4 separate regions of the Mus musculus genome follow, and all the other regions are linked to region 4. The links are chromatin contacts, called in public promoter capture Hi-C maps. All regions are on one chromosome and are shown on one strand. The core of a region is the stretch at or near the end of the contact, and the rest is flanking DNA. Distances in the headings are between cores, read along the strand shown.

What was found. Promoter capture Hi-C pulls out the DNA fragments that hold promoters and counts their contacts.
Region 1: a promoter capture Hi-C map of pre-B cells shows a contact between it and region 4. The contact joins the promoter of Esyt1 here to the promoter of Shmt2 in region 4. A contact is called at or near these places in 5 of 39 promoter capture datasets (cranial neural crest, embryonic stem cells, liver and 2 more).
Region 2: a promoter capture Hi-C map of pre-B cells shows a contact between it and region 4. The contact joins the promoter of Bloc1s1 here to the promoter of Shmt2 in region 4. A contact is called at or near these places in 1 of 39 promoter capture datasets (pre-B cells) and 1 of 9 other capture datasets (adipose tissue).
Region 3: a contact with region 4 is called in a promoter capture Hi-C map of embryonic stem cells. The contact joins the promoter of Erbb3 here to the promoter of Shmt2 in region 4. A contact is called at or near these places in 3 of 39 promoter capture datasets (embryonic stem cells, liver and pre-B cells) and 1 of 484 Hi-C or Micro-C datasets (embryonic stem cells).

The regions. Positions count from the first base shown.
Region 1 is chr10:128,524,387-128,527,373 of GRCm38.p6, forward strand. It overlaps Esyt1 (extended synaptotagmin-like protein 1), which reads right to left and starts at 1,473. Exons shown (of 31, transcript NM_011843.2): 1 at 1,078-1,473. The coding sequence starts at 1,437.
Region 2 is chr10:128,922,001-128,924,824 of GRCm38.p6, forward strand. Bloc1s1 (biogenesis of lysosomal organelles complex-1, subunit 1) reads right to left here and starts at 1,524. Exons shown (of 4, transcript NM_015740.3): 1 at 1,375-1,524; 2 at 654-726. The coding sequence starts at 1,435.
Region 3 is chr10:128,588,304-128,591,003 of GRCm38.p6, forward strand. Erbb3 (erb-b2 receptor tyrosine kinase 3) reads right to left here and starts at 1,332. Exons shown (of 28, transcript NM_010153.2): 1 at 1,117-1,332. The coding sequence starts at 1,198.
Region 4 is chr10:127,520,802-127,523,814 of GRCm38.p6, forward strand. Shmt2 (serine hydroxymethyltransferase 2 (mitochondrial)) reads right to left here and starts at 1,643. Exons shown (of 12, transcript NM_028230.4): 1 at 1,487-1,643; 2 at 117-314. The coding sequence starts at 1,519.

The DNA.
Region 1 (2,987 bases), core at 223-2,722, 1.0 Mb after region 4:
TGGTGCGCTAGTGCCTGCGCAAGCCTCCGCACTCTCTCCCTCATTCCTTTCCTCCCTAGCTCCTTTCTCTTTCTTCCTGAGTGGGAAAGGACACCTGTGCTGTACACGGAGGTAGGGAGGTGTTGGGTTAATTCCAAGGATAAAGAGTAGCAATAACAGTTGCTACTTAGGGCACATGAAACCGTTTCTTCTTCTTTTCTCTCCAGGGAATGGCAAGTGTGACTGGTGTCTGCCTCTCTCTACCTGTCACCTCTAAGTGAGAAGAGTAGGGAGGGTACCCCAAAGGGGTTGGTAACCCGCTCAGCTTAGCAAGGTCAGAGGGAGGCATCTTTTCAGCCCAGGAGACAGGGTATAGTAATGAGGGCCTGGGTCGGCTGAGCAAACGAGCGAGCGAAGGCTGCTCACAGTCCGGAAAAGGGTGGGGCCGCCCTGGGTACGAGTAAAAAGGAGCAGCGGGAACTACAGCTGCCGCACTACCCTCTTCCCAGAACCTCCTCCTCCCTTAGCCCAGCAGCCCGGCTGGCTTGAGGCTGGAAGGCGACCGCGATAGGTCATTTCCAGGTGCTGGGACTCAGCGGAACAATGCTTGCAGGGCTGGGTCTCAGCGGGTACCTAGAGACAAGGCAGGAAACGGAAAACCCTAATGCCCTGAAGTAGATAAAAAGCCTTGAAAGCGCTAGCAAAGGCGGGGGAACCTCTGAGCCATCGCGGGGTGGGGGGTGGAGGGATCCCCAGAGGCAGCGCGGCAAAGGCGCGAGTGGCACCAGAAGTCAGGAGGAGCGAGCATTCTACACGCTTGGCTGGGAGCGGCAGCTCAGATGTACTGCTGTAGTCCGAGGAGACGGAGGAAGAAGTCCCGATTCCGTGGAAGGATCCGCTCTGCGGCAAGGGTGGGCGGGGAGAGTGGGTGGCCGCGTCCAGGAGTGGTGCGTCCCAGCACACAAGCGCTAACGGGACGATGCAAAGTCTGGGGGCCCGCTGTCCTAGGTGGGGGAGCTGACTTTGTAGGGTGGGAGAGCCCCAAGTTGAGGGGCTAGGAAGAGCTATACTGCACCAAGGGCTGAAGTGGTAACTCACCCAGGCAGGTAGTTCCCGGTGGCTCATATAAAGCGTCTCTGCGGTGATCCGCTCCTCGTCATCCAGCAGCTGCCTCGCTGCCCTCAGGCTCCGTTCTTTCCCATCGCGGACCCGGCGCCAGCCCAAGTACAGGGCGAGGCCGAAAAGCACGAAACCTACGCTAAGACCCGCTGCCCCTGCCAGGTACACCGGCACCAGCACCAACAAGCGGCGCCCGAAGGAAGTCAGCACCGCCAGGGCCTCGCTCGCCGCACCTGGGCCGGCAGGTGGGACCCCGGAGCCCCCGTCCCGCGTGGAGTCCGTGGCAGGGGGCTGCCCTGACGGCTCGGGGCTGGCGCCCTCTTCAGGGGAGTGCTCCATGGGGCAGCTTCTGGGAGTGCCCGCCCGAGCAGCTGCAGGCAGCTCAGTGTCTGGTCCAGCTCCCCCCCAGTAATATATGGTGCTCCCCCCGGGACCTCAAGCCCCGCCCCGCCCCTGCCTGTTGGGGCAGCGCCGCGTAGACTTGGGAAGCTAGAGAGGACTTGGGATGGCAGGGCCTCCGTGATTGGACCAGAGGGTCAAGATGGGAGGGTTGGATGGCGGGAAAAGGGGGGGAAAGAAACCAAAAGACAGTATTTGACTGGTCACGGAGAGAACGGGGCGTAGCGTCCCACTTAAGAGGCGGGAGCAGCTGCTCCTCCCACGTGGGATTGGAGCGCCTGTGGAGTTACGTCATGCAGAGCCGCTACTCTAATTACTGAGTTCAGAGTGAGCTAGAGTTGAGGGTGTATCTCTCCACACGTTCAAATGGTTTGGCAGGGTTTGGTCTGAATCTTAAATATTCTTTGTCAACTTTCCCAGCGTTTGATACTCAGAGAACGTTCGTTTTTGCCTCTAAGAATATTCTTTGAGTTTTTACTGGCTGCCCTTGCGAAACGTTAGGGAAATTAGACCGATTTAGAACGAAAGTCTAGGATGACCGACCCTGTCTAGCGGCCCTGTCTGTGCTGTCCTCAGTCCCCCTATCTTGTCCGTGAAAAGGAACAAGTCAGCGACAGCTGGGGCGTGATGAACATTAGAGTTCTAATACTCCAGTCTTGAAGAAGTGGGGTGAGGGGAGGAGATCGGTAGATAAGTGAGATTTTGTTTCTTTTTAGAATCCAGAGTTAGTCATCTCTATCATAGAGGGCCGATTAAGATTATAGTCAGGGAGGGGCGGTGTTCAACGGCAGCAGTAATTATTACATTTTGCAATAGTTTCCTGATGCTGACCAAAATCAGGTCGGGGAGGAAAAGGTCTGTTTGACTTACACTTCCATATCATAGTCCATCATTGAAGGGAGTCCAGGCAGGAACTGAAACCGGGCTGGAACCTGGAGGCAAGAGCTGATGCAGAGGCCATGGGGGGCGGGGGACGGGGTGCTGCTCACTGGCTTGCTAAACCGGCTTTCTTTCTTTCTTTCTTTCTTTCTTTCTTTCTTTAAGATTTATTTATTATATGTAAGTACACTGTAGCTGTCTTCAGACACCCCAGAAGAGGGAGTCAGATCTTGTTACGGATGGTTGTGAGCCACCATGTGGTTGCTGGGATTTGAACTCCGGACCTTCGGAAGAGCAGTCGGGTGCTCTTACCCACTGAGCCATCTCACCAGCCCCCGGCTTTCTTATAGAACCTAGGACCAGCAGCCCAGGGATGGCCCCCGCCAACCATGGGCTGGGCCCTTCCCTATCAATTAAGGAAATGTTCTACATAGAGGTTTGCCTACAGATCTTATGGAGGCTTCGTCTCAATCAACGTTCCTTCCTCTCAGACGACCCTAGACTATGTCAAGTTGATATAAAACTAGCCAGCACCCTTGGGAACATCTAGGACACTAAAATGAAGAATTCTGACAGACGGGATGGTACATAGCTGTAATCCCAGCATTTTG
Region 2 (2,824 bases), core at 274-2,773, 1.4 Mb after region 4:
GGATTTGCAACCAAGCCTGTCACTCGCCCTGGGCGGAAGGCATAGTATGTGCCTCCTTTCTTCCCATAGACAATCAGATCACCATCTCTGCACTCTTATGAGTCATGCAGGGCCAGGGAATCTTTCCAAGTCTTTGGATACCACTGGTCTTCTCATTGAGGGTTAAGGTTGGGGGAAGGGTCCCTGGAGACCCAGAAGGAAAGGAAGAGACAGCCTGGTTTTGTCACAGCTCTTGGCTTAGGCTCTTCCTTACTTCTACCAGCTGTGCCATCCTGTTCCTGCCATTTGTTTCGCAGGCTTTCCAGAGAGTAGGAGGTGAGGAAGGAAAGAGGGTACGTGGTGGAAGAGGTTGTCCTTCCCTCCCACCCAAGTGACAGCTGGACATATAAGGGTTAGTCGAGTTGGCCAGATGGCATCAAGTTGTGCCAGGGAAGTTAGTGTGGGGAGGGGAATTCTGTTTTCCCAACCACTGCAGCTGTCGCCCCCATCAGCGTTAGAGAGTGAAAGCTGACTCAAGTCTCCACAAAGTTACATTAGGGGGAGGGGACAGATCAGAGGAGTTACTGGAGCACCGGGTCCTTCTGAAAGCTGGCCCAGATGCTGTGTAACCAGGGTGGATGGAGGAAACCGGAGTTGAGGGAAGAGGTTCATACCCCACGTTGAGGTGATCCACCAACGCTTCGGTCAGGCAGGTCGCTGCAGCGATAGCTTCTCTCCTCCTCTTCTCTGGGGAAGGGGAAAGGGGTTGGAGCAGACTTCGTATTTGAAAGATGGTGCTAATGGGTCCTCACGCACTTATTACTGTTCTAGAAACTGCCAACTAATGCCAGACCTCTTAAAAAGAACCTTCCATACATAAACAAAACAAACCCCTTTATTTTGGAGGCAAAGAAACTGGGGCCCTGAGAAGGGAATGGACACTCCATCAGGTACGCCCAGGACTCTTCCTAGACATCCTTTTTCCACTACTTTGGGCAATGGATTGGCAACTCCAGGATTCCCAGTCTAGGCCTGGGGAAAGTTGTGCCTTAGCTGTGTGGCAGACTGGGCAGTCCCCAATTCCTCCCACTTCCGGGGTGAGAAGCTGGCTGGGCCAATTGGCAACGCGTTTCGCGCTCCAGGGGCGGGACTCAGGCGCCGCCTGGGCGGGATTGAGGGAGGTGGCGCAGGGACCCGAGTGGTGCCAAGGGGACCAGGGCTGGTTGGCAAGGGGACGGAGTTTCCAGAAGTGCCGCCCCCAATTCCCTGCCCGGCACTCGGGTCGCCCGCTAGCCGGCGCCCTCTCCTTGATCTGGGAGGTTACCCGAGGTCCAGGCCTCTGGAAGAAGCTAGGCCGCGGCCGGGAGCTGCCGACCGACCGGACGCTGAGCTCACCCTGCAGCTCCTTGCGTTCGTTCTGCTTGGCTTGGTGTTCTTTGAGCAGGCGGGACAGCATGGTCGAGTCTGGCTGGGTGTGGGCACGGCGGACCCCTCCCTAAGGCTGCAGGAACTGGACTATGCCTTGGCTCACCCGGAAGGCGTCACGTGATCGCAGTATCACGTGACGCAAGAGCCTCCCTCTGCTTTTGGCATCTGGTGGTTGGTATTGAGGAGCTAAAGGAGCGAAGTGGAGGGTTGGTTGCTTGGTGGGTGAGCTGTTCGCTAATGAGGCTCAGTTTCTGGAGTCAGGAACACTTTTCGCATTTAGTCATGCTGAAGAGTCAGTTTTCACATGCTCTGGCTGTCGGGTTTTGAGAGGATTGGTGTCCTGATGCTGTCCACTACACTTCTGTTACTAGGGTAGCAGAAGCTCTCTGAACTCATTGAAATTCTTCTCCTTCCCTCACCTTACCTCCTGGCAATGCCGGCCGATTCTCAGTGGATTCCCAGCTTCCTCTCCCTAGAAGAGAATGCTTTCTCTTATTTCCCAGCCCTCTTGTCTTCTCACCTCTCCACCGAGGTTCTCTCAGCTCTGGGTGATCACTGTAGAGCAGCATTTTAGGCACCTCAAGCAGCCTTCTAGGGAGCTTTGCTAATGTTGCGGGCAGTGAGTGGTGAATGCGCAGATCTATCTCTGTCCTTTTGTGGTCAGGGAATGCGAACCCATTTTAGTCGTGGCAGAAGCGTAAGTGCTACTGCCAAAGTGAAAGGTAAATTATACAGTGCTTCTCCGACTAAGGAGGAATGCTTCCAGGACTAATTCCAACTAGAAAAATTATAAACACCATCAATTTATTGCTGTTGTTTCTCTCTCTCTCTCTCTCTCTCTCTCTCTCTCTCTGTCCCCTAGGCTCCTTGTGCTTTTCATGGTGGCCAGGAATCCACCAGCGCTACAAGTAACCGGAGCTAAGGGGTGCATTACAAGTGTGCAGACATACCATGTGTCCCACAACTTTGATTCTAGCAGGCCTGAGGCAGAAGCAGGAGGATGTCTGTGTATTTGAGGCCATCCTGGTCTACAGAACAAACTTTGGGGCAGCTAGCAATATGTAGAGAGACCTTGTCTCAAAGCAGAAACACACAGACCACAAAAAAACGAATGTGGAGACATGCTGGCCAAACTTTGGTCAATTTTCTTACCCATTCTGAGCTTTAGTTTGATTGTTAATAAACTAAGGTGATTAGACTAATGTTTAGCTCTGGCTAAAGAGTAGAACCGCATTGAAGAGTTTGTAAATAATACTGTCATGTATGGTATACTGATGCAAACCTGTCAGGGGGCTGAGGTGGAAGAATGGGGAGTTCTAGATTAGCTTGGGCTACATAGCAAGACCCTGTCTCCTACTCCCAATTAAAAAGAAACTTGATCCCAAATTTATTTATTAAATAGACTTTCTGAAGGATT
Region 3 (2,700 bases), core at 82-2,581, 1.1 Mb after region 4:
CTGGCCCCTCCCACTTCAGTCTCCAGACCACCCCCTCCACCAGCTGGGAGTGTTCACATCTCAAGATCCCAGGGGCTAAATTTAGGCCCAGCAACTGTGGGGGAAGCACAGGTGGTTTCTCCCACTCCCACTCTGGGGAAGGGGCAATGAATGTGCCAACCCCAAACTGAGATCTGGGGATCTGGGAAAGGGGAAAGATCAACAGGACTCTAATGATACCAATTCTAGTGCTCTTCAAGTGTCCATAGTCCCAGAGACACGGAACAGGCTCAGATGGCATTGAATGGGGGAAGGGCAGAAGTTGGGTCTAGGAGCCAGTTCACAGAGTAGAATGTTCAGAAGGTGGGAGAGGTGGCCTTAGATTGGAGAGAGAAAGAGGTCTGATTGTCCTTTCTTCCAGAGCTCCAGCTTAGGGTATATAACCTGGAAATAGTATAGTATGTAATAGATGCCCAACATGTTCACTGAATTAACCTGGGTCTTGATAAAGAGAAGTTGGTTAAGTTGGGGACCGGTTTATCTTATGGGAAAGCAGGCAGTCAGCCTCTGTGAGACCTCTCACTGATGTCACCTGGACTTGGCCCTCAGGTTAATCTCAGCCTTCTCAGGACAGCCCCACTCACGGAAGAGGAGGTGCCATTCTTGTTTTTCCAACATTAGAAAACAACAACTTCAAACCCTTGCATAGCCCCGCCCTGTCGGCAAAACAACGAAACTGGGGGTTGTTGAAACCTGGAATGGGGTGGGGGCCAGGGAACCTGAGAGCAAACGGAGACCCTTTCAAGCCAAGGCTCCTTACGTTTACAGAAGGGTCCCTGCCCACCCTCCTCCCAAGACTCTCAAGTGTGAACTACTGTTCGGCACCAACCAGATCAGAATAAAACCAATTAGAGGGTCGGCGACGCCCTGGGAATAAGGGTAGGCATACAGGAATGCAGTCCCTGACCAGCCCACTCCAAGAACTGAGGCACACGGTCCCCTCCTTGGTGGTCCGAGCAGACCCTGTACCGCACCCCCCAGTTCAAAGCGTCAGAACCCAAACTCCTTGCCCAGGGTCTGCGAGCGCTCAGATTGCGCCCCCAGCTTCCAGCCTGCTGGGGCTCCCGCGCGGCTTACCTGCCTGAGAGTTGCCCATCTCGGAACCCCGGGCCAGGCTGAGAAGGAAACCCAGCACCTGCAGAGTCCCAATCGCACTCATGATTACAGTGGAGGGTGAAGGGAGCCCAGCCGAGTCTGGCCCGGGGCCCCCAAGATTAGGAGGACATCCAGGCGACAGCCACCTGAACAGCCAGCGATTAGGTGGCCGCGGCGGCAGCGGAGGTTGCAAACTGCAACCGGAGCCGTAGTCGGAGTCCGGAGCGGGACGGCAGGGGAGGGTGTCTGTCTGGGAGGGAGGGAGGAAGGGAGGGAGGGAGGGAGTGAAGGGGGAAAGGGGTGAGTCACGGCCGCGCCCCCTCCCGTGCGAGGCTGGAGTCCTGATGGTTGTAGCCCGAGACACCCGCCCAAGCGTGCCCCGCCAGCCCACAGCTTGGCCAAGAGGGTCAAGGAGGGGTCTCACTCCAGCAATTTCCCCCGGAGATGGTTAAGAGGAGATCAAGATTCCAAACGTCCCCAGGCGGGGGAAAGGTAGTGAATGCGCGTAGGGAGAGCGCTCCGAAGCCCAGCCCCCAGAAAGCTGGCCTCGCCCATTAACCAAATCACTCAACTCCCCTAGCCGGTTGGATCACTTGAGGGATTTTTTTTTTCTTTCGGAGTGTGAGTATTTCTATTTTTTCGAGTGGGAGGTTGTTTTTCAGCCTAGCGTTCATGCCACCTCAGTTTCCCCGGGACGCAAAGCCCCGTAACTCATGTACCCAGCTCGGGAACCCGAGCCCCGGAGGCTGCGTGAAATCGCACTGTCTCCGGCCGCTTCCTCCTGCAGACCCGGCGCCGGCTCGGCCTCTCGGGGGGATTTGCCTGGGGGGCGGGGGCGGTTTCCAGCCTGGGAACAGACCCCGGAGTCCGCCTTCCCACTTCTGCCCGGGGAGGGGCTCCCGCACCTGTCGCCGTCCCCTCTGCTGCCCCCCACGGCCTCCCGAGAGAACAGCTGTCTCTGAGGGACCGACCGCGCCGTCCGGACGGCCGCGGTTCCCGCCTCTCCTCCGCGGACCCCAAAGGGCACAGCAACGCTCACCCCGGAGGCGACAGCGAAGAGGGGCGCGGGGAAGTCACCGCACATGACCCCCGGGACCCTGGGTTGCTTCGTCCCGGACGGGTCCGACTGGCGCCCCCTGGTGCCCAACTCCTTACATTTCGCATCCCTTACATTGGCATTCCAAGATTTTGCCCTGAGAATTTATGGTCCCCTCCCCCTAGGCTAAGGCTATCAGCTACACTCCTTTCTTCTCTTTTGTTTATTTTTTGGTTTTGAGACAAGGTCTCATATAGTTCATATAGCTCAGGCTGGCCTCGAATATATTATATGGCTGAGACTGTTGGCTTCCACCTCCCAAGTACAGATGTGCGCCACCATATCCGGCTCTCCTGCTACAATTTTTAAAAAAATTTGTTATCATTCCTGTGTGTATGATCGTTCGCGCTATGATATGCGTATGGAAGCTGGAAGACAACTTTGGGGGAGTCGATTATCGCTTTCCACTTTTACCGGGGTTGTGAGATGGAACTCAAGTCAACAGGCTTTCTCTGCAAACCCATTTAGGT
Region 4 (3,013 bases), core at 393-2,892:
GCTCTTTTGAATCTGACAGGGAGGCGTGGAGAAGTCACTACCGTGACCGCAGGTGACGTGGTGTTCCCTGCGCGCACCGTAGCTCGCGCTCTTTGACCCATATCCTCACGTCCTACCTCTGAGGCGATGAGCTCCAGGCCGCGACACTGTCTGTCCTTCTCCCTCTGCAGAAGCTCCCACATCTCAGGGTCACTGTCTGATAAACTCTCCTGGCCCGTCCAACCTCCAGCTGCTTCCCCAGCCTGCGTCTGGGCCACCTTGCTGTGCTGGGCCCGGGCAGCCATGCAGACCAGCTGACCACATCTCTGCAGAGGCTCAGGGCAGAAAGGCCAGGGTTAATTAAAAATTGTCCAGATCTCTTCTCCCAGCTGCCCTCAGTCATGGGTACAGATCGAGCCCTCTGGCTAAGTACGCAGCCTGGTCCGGCCAGCAGTCAGTGCTCTCTACCCCCACTTTCATCTTGAATAGCAAGTTCTAGAGTCAAAGGTTCAGATCATTATCCAAAGGGCAGTTTTGGTCAACTCTAACACAACGCATCCCTAATCACCCTGAGTGACTCTGCAAAGTCACAGAGCAAAGCTTGTGCCCCAGAAGCCCATGTCCCTCCAATTCAGGTGAGAGACACTGCGATTCCAGAGTCTCCCCACACACAGGAACAAAATGACCATCCTAAGGTCCTGGCTGCTCTTGTGGGGGACAGCGGTTCATCTTCCAGCACCCACAAAACAGCTAACAACCATCTGTAACTCCAGTTCCAAGAGATCTGATGCCCTCCTCTGACCTCTGTGGGTACCCAGGCATGCACGCAGTGCACACACAGTGCAGTTAAAATATTCATAAACATAAGAGGTGGACTTCCTGCAGGGCCTCCGGACATGAATACCTCCATGAGAGAAGATACCAAGCTAACAGGGCTTAACACCAGAGGCTTTTAAAGGGTGGTTTCCAGAGCAACCTTTAAAAAGTAGGAGGATAGACTTTTAAGCAGTTCTTGGAAAGAGTTGTGTACTGGCGGGAGTTGGGGTAGGCTGAAGGTGTTTGCCCAAAATCTTAATTTTATCTCACACTCACAGACACACACACACAGCACCTCGCTACCTCCTTCCTGCCCACACAGCAGCAGGACCCTTGCGTGATGAAAGTACTGAGGCTCGGTTGCATCATCTCCATAGCTCAGAGCTGGCGGGAAAAATTCAACTAGCGCATCGAAGCCGGGAACCCCACTTGTTTGCTAGGATATTGTTAACACAGCGTCTGCGGACCTTTACCTTAAGAGTCGTGTCAACTGGGTGACTACAAGACCCTACCTAGGTCGTCTGATCGCCAGAACTAGGGGCCCAGCCACCGCACATGTGCTGTCTCAGGGATTTCCTGGTTAAGCATCTGTTCCCCGAGGCCCCAGAACACGTGCAGCAAGGAGCCAGGAGAACCCCACTTTGGGTGGGCCTTTCCACTGATCATCCAGTAAACAGAACCCTGTTCTTACCCGAGTGGTCCGAAGCAAAGAGAAGGATACCATCGCTACAGGAGGCACAGGAGGACTAGCCACTAACTCTGTATCGGTGTAGTACCGGGGTCGAAAACCAGCTGCTCTTAGAACGCGTGCGCGAGAAAATTGCCCCCGTGAAGTTCGAGTGAAAGAGGCGTTCCCTGCGCATGCGCAGTACTGGGTTTTTTTAAAAAATTGCCTTCTGGGAATTGTAGTTTTTTACTTTGCTCTTTCCCATCTATACAAGTCCCGGTATGGAGAGCTTTGCCTGAAAAGTTCTTAGACTTAAAGCTCCTCCATGTCCTTTCTTGAAGCTCTTCAGAGTTTCTGTTTTGTTTTTCCTTCCGGTTTTCCAGGCAAGCGCTTTTTGGTTTGTTTGTTTGTTTGTTTATTTTCGTGTGGTTTATGCCTACCAAGCATATCTAGCATATGGTTCTCAGGGAGATTTAAAACATATTTAGAAGATAAATACACACAGTGAAAGCAGATATAGTTTGAAAGGGTAAAAGACTCAAATCCTTGCTTTAGGATTACAACACAAAGTCCTCCGTTTCTTCCAATGTTAAACCATGACATTGTCATTCCAGTACTAGGGAAGTGGAGACAGAGAGATTGAAAGGTCAAGGCTAGTAGCCTCAGCTACATGTGAAGTTAGAGGACAGTGGACCTCAGATGAGCCTGTCACACTTTGCCCACTCCAACACAAAGAGCTTGTAGAAGGGATTAAATGAAACTTCGCATTCGGACGCTGGCTCCGGTGGGTTGTCCTCTTCCCCTGACTCACAGCCTGCCTCCTCTGTGTCTATCCAGCTGTCAGGTGAGAGCAGAGTAGCCATCCCTCCTCTTCTCACACGGTTTGCATTCGTTTCTTATTTACATCTCCCTTACTCCCCAGCAGTCGCCCACTTCTTTTTTTGTTTTTGTTTTTTTTGGGGGGGGGGTTGTTTTGTTTTGTGTTTTGTTTTTTTGTTTTTGTTTTTGTTTTTTGTTTTTGTTTTTTGAGACAGGGTTTCTCTGTGTAGCCCTGGCTATCCTGGAACTCACTCTGTAGACTAGGCTGGCCTCGGACTCAGAAATCTGCTGGCCTCTGCCTCCTGAGTGCTGGGATTAAAGGCGTGCGCCACCACCGCTTGAGGACATCTTCTTAAGGCCTCTGCTCAGAGACACACAACCAAACCTCTTGGGGATTCCAGGAAGCAGTGGTTTTGAGAACCATTGGCCTCTGATAGCCATTTTATACCTTTACTCATTCAGTAGACATTTAGCCATGCCTTAGCCCTGGAGACACAAGGGGCTCACTAATAGTGACCCAGACAACACGAAACACTTCACTTTGTTCTCTTATACCCAGATAAGAGGGAGGGAGGGAGGGAGGGAGGGAGGGAGGGAGGGAGGGAGGGGGGGAAGGGGGGAAGGGAGGGGGGAGGGATGGATGGAGGGAAGGAGGGAGACAGAGACAGAGACATAGCCCTGTGAGTCAGGTTTTGGTGGTGGTTTTTGGGTTCAGTTTTTTTGGGGGGAGGT